2 separate regions of the Sus scrofa genome follow, and region 2 is linked to region 1. Evidence: chromatin contacts called from public Hi-C data. All regions are on one chromosome and are shown on one strand. Each heading gives the region's core, a stretch centred on a gene start, on an enhancer-like site or on the middle of the called end of the contact. The rest is flanking DNA. Distances are from core to core; before and after follow the strand shown. Region 1 overlaps MPHOSPH9 (M-phase phosphoprotein 9). Region 2 overlaps HIP1R (huntingtin-interacting protein 1-related protein).

Region 1 (3,555 bases), core at 857-3,356:
CTCTAATAGCTGGAGACCCCATGAGCAACATCATTTCCTTGCTCCAGAGTCCATGTAAATATCGTATTTCTGTATGTTCTAGGCCATGAAAAAGATTGGGAGGCACTGGTCTATTACTTGGAGGCTTAATTTTATTGATTTGCATTGTAAAGCATACATATTCATTGTGGAGTATAACCGTCAACCCTCATGTTATTCCCCTGATAATCTCAGTAAACTGTTCAGGCTGCTCTAACAAATTACCCTTGACTGGGTGGCTTAAGCAACAGTTATTTCCTATGGTTCAGTAGGTGGGAAGTCTGAGGTCAGGGTGCCAGTGTGGCTGAATCCTGCTTCTGTCCTCACATGGCCTTTCCCTGGTGGATGTGTGCAGATCAAGCTGACTCTTCCTCTTTTTAAAAGGGCACTAATCCCAGCAGGGAGAGCTTTACCCTCATGACCTCATCACAGCCTGATCACCCCCAAAAGGCCCCACTCCTCTAGACACCATTGCATTGGGGATTGGAGCGTCAACATAAGAATTTGGGGGAGACACAAATATTCAGTCCATAGCACTGTGTGTCTTATAATTATTATTTAAGGTACCATTCTCCTCTGGAAAAGGATCCTTCGCTTGGAAGTTCAAGTTTATTGATAAAAAAACAAAGAGAGACTTCAGACGCACCAATCATGAAAGCTTTGAAAGAACTTGATGAAGAAAAAATATTTAAAAATTGGGGCACACAGACAGAAAAAGAAGACGCCTCAAATAGTAAGTATTTTATTCCTTGTTTGACATCAGTATAGATATATATTTTTCTGCCCCCTCCCCCCCATGATATTACCTTCTTAAAATGAAATACCTCAAGTAATGAAATAAAAAGTTAAATTTGTTTTGTTGCTGCTTCAGCCCCATTTTAGATAGTTGAATCCCCTAGTTGTTGATTTATCATCACCTCACATATGTACCTTTTATACAAAGCAAATGACATATTAGTTCTAATTCTTAAAGATTTACATGGCATTCTTTTTTTTTTTTTTTTTTTTTTTTTTTTTTGTCTTTTTGCCTTTTCTTGAGCTGCTCCCTCGGCATATGGATATTCCCAGGCTAGGGGTCCAATCAGAGCTGTAGCCACCAGCCTACGCCAGAGCCACAGCAACACGGGATCTGAGCTGCGTCTGCGACCTACACCACAGCTCACGACAATGCCAGATCCCCAACCCACTGAGCAAGGCCAGGGATTGAACCCGCAACCCCATGGTTCCTAGTTGGATTTGTTAACCACTGCGCTAGGACGGGAACTCCTCACATGGCATTCTTAAAGATATTTGAAAATTTTTCTGTATGTTTGTCTTAGATGCTCATACCAAAAAGGTATGACAGACATTTGGTGCCCTTGTGGTGAGATGTTACATTGCCTACTCTCCCTTTCTTGGGAGAGAGCCTCTGTCATTGGGACAAGAAGTATGTTTAATACCTTTTTTTCCCACAGGTCCAGGCATTTGTACTTTTTCTGGTGTGTATTTGGTGGGGCCTGCTAATCATGTCATTAACGTCTCTGGCGTTCCATCTCCAAAGCAGTTTCTCCTAGTAAATAAATTAGTGACCTGCTTTCTAAAAATAAACTCTCTTGAAAAATCACCTTGAATGCCAAATGTAAACAGAGAACCAGAATGAATTCATTATAAACTCCCACATTTTTCTTCATCAAGCATTTTTTTTTTTTTATCATTGTAATGTGGTGTAAATCATCATTATAATCTAGATAGAAGAATTGCTTGCTTGGTCCAACCATCTGTTAATAAAGGCAGATCACTGAAGCTAGGTTTGTTTTGTTTGTTTGTTTGTTCTTACATGTTTCTGTTATAGAATTAGTGACTTCCCGGCAAGCTGACACTTCAGTCAACGCTGGTCAGTCCCCAGAGAAAGGTGCCCAGCAAAGACAAAAGCGATTTCATTCTGCTTCGCAGAGATCGTCATCTTTACCACCATCAAATCGTAAATCATGTGCTCCAAGTAAGAGTTAGAGGTCTGGGTCTTCTGTGCTTGGAAGGGGGACATCTGAGCTGTACACACTGTTTGACTCTCAGTTTCCCTTCCTCCTGTCCTAGCACTAGTACAGTGCTCTGAACAGTTGCCCTAAGTGTGCTCTTGTCCACTGATACTGTCTGGCTGCCCAGTTGCTGTGTCTGTGACTGAAGAAATTCTCACTGTTTATCAAAGTGAGATTTTCTTGTGTCCCACAAGTGTTTTGCAACTAATATCACTTCACAGTTTTTGAGACCAACTCAGCTATCTATTTTGATGACTATGTACTTAAACATTTGTTCAAACAAATTAAGCTGGCCTGGAAAAAGATGTTTTTTCCCCCAGGTATTTAACTCTAAGGTTACTCAGCATTAGTCACCGTTTTCTTTAGCCAGTTACAAGTATGGTTTTAAAGTTAGGCATTGGATTTCTGTATCCTTAATTTCTGTTTCTGTAACTGCTGAGGAGATATGACTGTTAGTAGGAATGTTCACTAGGCACTGGTGTTTCCATCTTATTTCCAGTCGACTTCTAAAATCCTGAAAAACCAGTTTTGAGTCAGAGTGCTGAAACTACAGTCTAATATACTAAAATGTTGACAGTGGTTTCCTCTAGATGTTAGGATTATGAATTATTTTTATTTCATATACTCTTATTTATCTTTTGGAAAGTGTTACAATGAAAATGTATTTCTTTTAAAGTTAGAAAAAAAGTGCTGAAAAGGAATATGTTCTGCCAACGTAGTATATACCTAGAAGGAAAAACTAACTCCTCTTCTTTTCCTCTCTAGCAAAAAGAGAGATTATGTTAACACCAGTGACTGTGGCTTATAGTCCAAAGCGATCCCCTAAAGAAAATTTGTCCCCAGGATTTAGTCATCTGCTTAGCAAAAATGAAAGCAGTCCGATTCGGTAAGTTCTGTAAAATAGTAGAATAAAATATAGATATTGTTTTTTTAAAAATGTCCACTTGAGTTCCTGTCATGGTTCACCGGTTAACGAACCCAACTAGCATCCATGAGGACGTGGGTTCGATCCCTGGCCTCGCTCAGTGGGTTAAGGATCTGGTATTGCCATGAGCTGTGGTATAGGTCACAGACATGTGTCGGATCCTACATTGCTGTGGCTGTGGTGTAGCCAATTCGACCCCTAGCCTGGGAACTTCCACATTCCGTAGGCATGGCCCTAAAAGGACAAAAAAAAAAAAAAAAGACAAAATAAAAAAGTCAACTTATGCCTGTAGCTATCACTAATTTTTCAGTTGTCAATGGGAATTCTATGGATATAAATCATTTAAATGAATGCCATACTAGAAGTAAAAAAGTACTACAATACATGAAAACTGTTAACTTTATAAATTGGCGCCTATAAAATTTAAATACCACCTCAGAACCACTTCCAGCCTTTGGATATACAATGATAATTCTTTGTTTTACTGACAAGGCTTAAGATGCAGGGAAAATTTAGGGCCATTTGTATAGAAAAGTGGGCTGTCCTGGTATGACCCTGGCACTAAACGTAAGGTTACCTGTGCTCCTGAGAAAATTG
Region 2 (3,736 bases), core at 43-2,542, 300 kb after region 1:
TTGCTGTGGCTGTGGTGTAGCTCTGATATGACCCCTAGCCTGGGAACTTCCACATGCCACAGATGTGGCCGTAAAAAAAAAAAAAAAAAGAAAGGAAAAAATTAATTACATTAAAAAACCCTCAGGGAGTTCCCACTGTGGCACCATGGGTTAAGAATCCAACTGCAGTGGCTCAGGTCCCTGTGGAGCTGCAGGTTCGATCTCCAGCCCAGTGCAGTGCATTAAAGGATCGGTGTTGCTGTTGCTGTGGCGTAGGTTGCAGCTACAGCTCAGATTCGATTCCTGGCCTAGGAACTTCCATGTGCCATGGGTGAGGCCATTTAAAAAAAAAAAAAAGACCCTTGGAACATCTTTCTCTGTTCCAGCCACACTGTCTCCCCTTCTGTCCCTCAAACAGGGCAAGCCAGGTCCCACCTCCAGGCCTGGTTGTGCTTCTGGGGCCACCCAGCTCTGAGCTAAAACGGCCCTCCCAGGCAGCCTTCCCCAGCCACACACGAGAGCATCCTCCTGGTTATTTTCACCCAGGACACTTATTCTCTGAAACCATCTTATTTGTTTACCATGTATTCTGTTTCTACCTCCGACACCTGAGCAGAAGTACTTGACACAAGGAATCCTGTTGGTTTTAGCCCCTCCCTGCTGTACCTCCCATCCCCAAATCCGCGCCTGGTGGCCAATAATCTTTACTGGATGAGTAAAAGAGTGAACACTTGAATGAACAAAAGCACTTTCAAACAGAAGTCCTGGTTAAATGCAAGGCAGTGAGTGACTCTTTCTCCAGCTAATAATTTAGCCACTAGAGTTAAATAGTAAACGCAACTATAAAACAAATTCTATTTTTAAAATCAACCCTGAAATGAATCATACCTCAACCTCCCTGTACTGTTATCACGACACTTAAAGGCGGCACTTGGCAGGGACAAAGACATCCTTCAGAGAGCCAGGGCACAGAGACTGGCAGAGAGGTGGGTTATCCTGCTTTAGGGTTTCCCAAGAGTTGTTTGGAGGACAGAAAGATGTCATTCAAATGCTTTGTCGCCTCAAAGGCCACTAATGAAAGCAAACACAGGATTTCTAAAGCCGAGAAGGTGGCTGGATGTGGTCATGTGCAAAGCGGTAGGGAGCCCTGGGCCAGAAGTCTGCAGCAAGGTTGTTTCAACAGACGGGAAGTCTGTGGAGCAATGCCATCCTGCCGACTGAACTCCTCCCTTCATTCACGCCCCCTGGTCCCCACACTGTCTGTTTACGCAAGTGGAGGCAGGGCTGCTGTGGCCGCCTTCTCTGCAGGAGGGCGTGAGCTCCAGGCAGGATCCGCCCACTCACCAGGATGCAGTTTGCAAAGGGCACTACCACCTCTCCCCTGGCCCTGCAGGCGACACGTGTGAGGAGGAGGTAGATGTGGCTGGAGTCCCACCTCCAGGATGGCCAGGAAGCCAGCCCAGGCAGCTTCCTTCCCTGGGCCCTGGTGACATCACTTCACAGACCTGTCTGTCCCTCAAGCCAGGGGGCTGAGTCACTCCCTGGTGGAAGAACCTATTGCAGTTTAGGGAATTGTGTTTATTTCAGCAAGAGGAAAAACAATCCCACGTCCACTGAACTTTTCTCCAAGGGCTCAATCTCTCCCCACAGCGGGTGCCACAGCCTTTCAGGCCTCACCGAGAGGCCACATCAAAGAAGGGAGACCCACAGGTCCTGGTGGCACCCATTCATTCAGCGCACACAGGCTGAGCGTGTCCCCTGAGCCAGGCACTCCTGGGTGCTAGGGCACAAGAGGAGTCAACACAGTCCCTGCCTGAGGATCTGGGGGTTCAGGAGTTGTGCTTAGGGGCTCAGAGGAGACAAGGGAATTCTCTCTCTGTGAAGCAGATCTAAACACGGTGTGGCTGCAGTGTTTGGGAAGAATAATATCGCGAGAACTAGGGAAGCCCAGGAAAGCTTGAGCAGGAGAGCAAACAAGGTGATACTTGAGTCCACCCTGGGATCAGGTGGAGCAGGGGGAAGGGTATCGCTGACAGCAGACCGGCTGGCAGAGTCTCTTCAGGCGGGCCTCTCAGGTTAGCTGGCTGGGTTTCCCTGTCCCTCAGCCAAGCAGGCCGAGGCTCAACCCCAGTTTCCACTTCGAGCTGCTGGACTCGGTGCCCAGGAGGGTTTCATTCACAAATGGGGCGCTGGCCTGGGGGCAAGGTCAGGAGGGTGGCCGTTCTGCCAAGGAAGTCACAGCTGGCTTCCCCTGACCTCTCTGGGGTCCCCAACACACACACACTGCCGAGTATCTCTCAGAGGATGGCATCACCTGGGGGCAGGACCTGCTGTCCTGGAAGGGGGGGCACCACAGGACCACTCCTCCAGGATGGGCTGTTCTCCGCCTTCCCGAGTCGGCCCACCCCCTGCGGCGGATCTGCTCCTCTCCCAGCAGCCCTGGCTCCCACCCTCCTCACTTACAGGCTGGTGCGCAGGGACAGAACCCATGAAGGCACTAGCTCGACTCCTTCAGTCCAGCCTGCTTTCCTGTGCACAGTTAGCTGCTACTCAATGCAGCATTTACTCTGCACCAGGTACCGTGATGTCCTGTAAAGCCTCGTAGCCACCCCAGGGCTCTATGGGGTACTAGGATTATCTCCATTTGGCAGATAAGCAGACTGAGGCACATAGTCTGGCTCTTTACAGCTCTGCCACAGCATACCTGCCCATCTCCCGCCTCCTTCGCTGAAATGAGGATCCTTGGAAGGGGACGAGAGGGCTCGTCATTTCCCCATAGGTAGCACACCCCAGGCACCAGAAACAAGCCAACACACAGCAAGTGATCCTCGTGAACATGTCATGGGACAAACGTACGTCAAAGATGGGAAGGTGGAGGGGAAAGACAAGCAGCCACACCCCCACCCCGGCCCAGACTAAGAGGTCACTGGATACCCGGGGAGCCCAGAGGGATTCTGGGAAGAAATCCCAGTGACCACGAAGTCAGCTGCCCTGAGCATCACCAGGTCGGGGGTGTCTTAGGGGAAGCCAGCAATGTGGTTGGAAGGAAAGGCACAGCTCACCACCCACAACCCACCCCAGCTGGCCCACCTCCAGGGACCTCGGAGGAAGACAGAAGCTGCTGGAGCAGCCCAGGTGCAGCTTTGTGGGCAGCGTCCTGGGGGGCTGTGAGCCTGGTTCTTCCCCTCCTCCTTTTCAGAAAGCCTCGGCTCGCCTGTTCTTCAGCCACTCAACCAGCCTACACCCACCCCAAGCCCCTGCCCTCAGGGAGCTGGCAGACGCTGGGGGTGTTCTGGCTTCCACCACAAGGTTTAGATTTCCTCCCAAACTCAGGGGTGGGGGAACTTTTTTTATGTTTAAAAATAAACAGGCAAATGAGACCCAGAAAGGGGTTGGTGGCCTAGAGTGTTGTAACACCACAGTGTCTGTAAGAAATAATGAAGACAGAAAAGGAGCATGCGTAAGTTTACCTATCCAGCACTGGGGAGGTGGGGAGGTGATGGTGCAAGTGGGAGGGAAGGCAGGGCAGAGGGAGCAGCATATACAAAGGATGGGGCGTCCAAAAGACTATCGCATATTTGGGAACAGGCTTCGAAGCAGAAATGAGGTAAGTTCCCCAACCCCTGTGTCCTGCAGTGTGCCTTGAATACTGAAATTCTAAAGATCCCCTCCCTCGCTGGGGATCTTTAAGAAAACAGACCTATGCACCCAGGGCACCAATCCAGGCCAAACCACTCCAGATCTTCAATATTTAGAC

What was found. Hi-C and Micro-C count contacts between places; a contact is called where the count stands out from the background.
Region 2: a contact with region 1 is called in a Hi-C map of embryonic fibroblasts, with 1.9 times the contacts expected there. The contact joins two enhancer-like sites.

The regions. Positions count from the first base shown.
Region 1 is chr14:29,715,900-29,719,454 of Sscrofa11.1, forward strand. It overlaps MPHOSPH9 (M-phase phosphoprotein 9), which reads left to right. Exons shown (of 24, transcript XM_021074060.1): 18 at 582-751; 19 at 1,850-1,996; 20 at 2,799-2,919. Among named protein-coding and RNA genes, the nearest start is that of PITPNM2, 12 kb to the right of the region's middle. Within about 2 kb of position 2,107, at least 7 of the 83 cell types and tissues checked have an H3K27ac peak or open chromatin away from gene starts, as enhancers often do. A contact at or near this core is called in embryonic fibroblasts, where this site is marked.
Region 2 is chr14:30,015,304-30,019,039 of Sscrofa11.1, forward strand. All of the region lies in intron 1 of HIP1R (huntingtin-interacting protein 1-related protein), which reads right to left. Among named protein-coding and RNA genes, the nearest start is that of HIP1R, 7.2 kb to the right of the region's middle. Within about 2 kb of position 1,293, at least 38 of the 83 cell types and tissues checked have an H3K27ac peak or open chromatin away from gene starts, as enhancers often do. A contact at or near this core is called in embryonic fibroblasts, where this site is marked.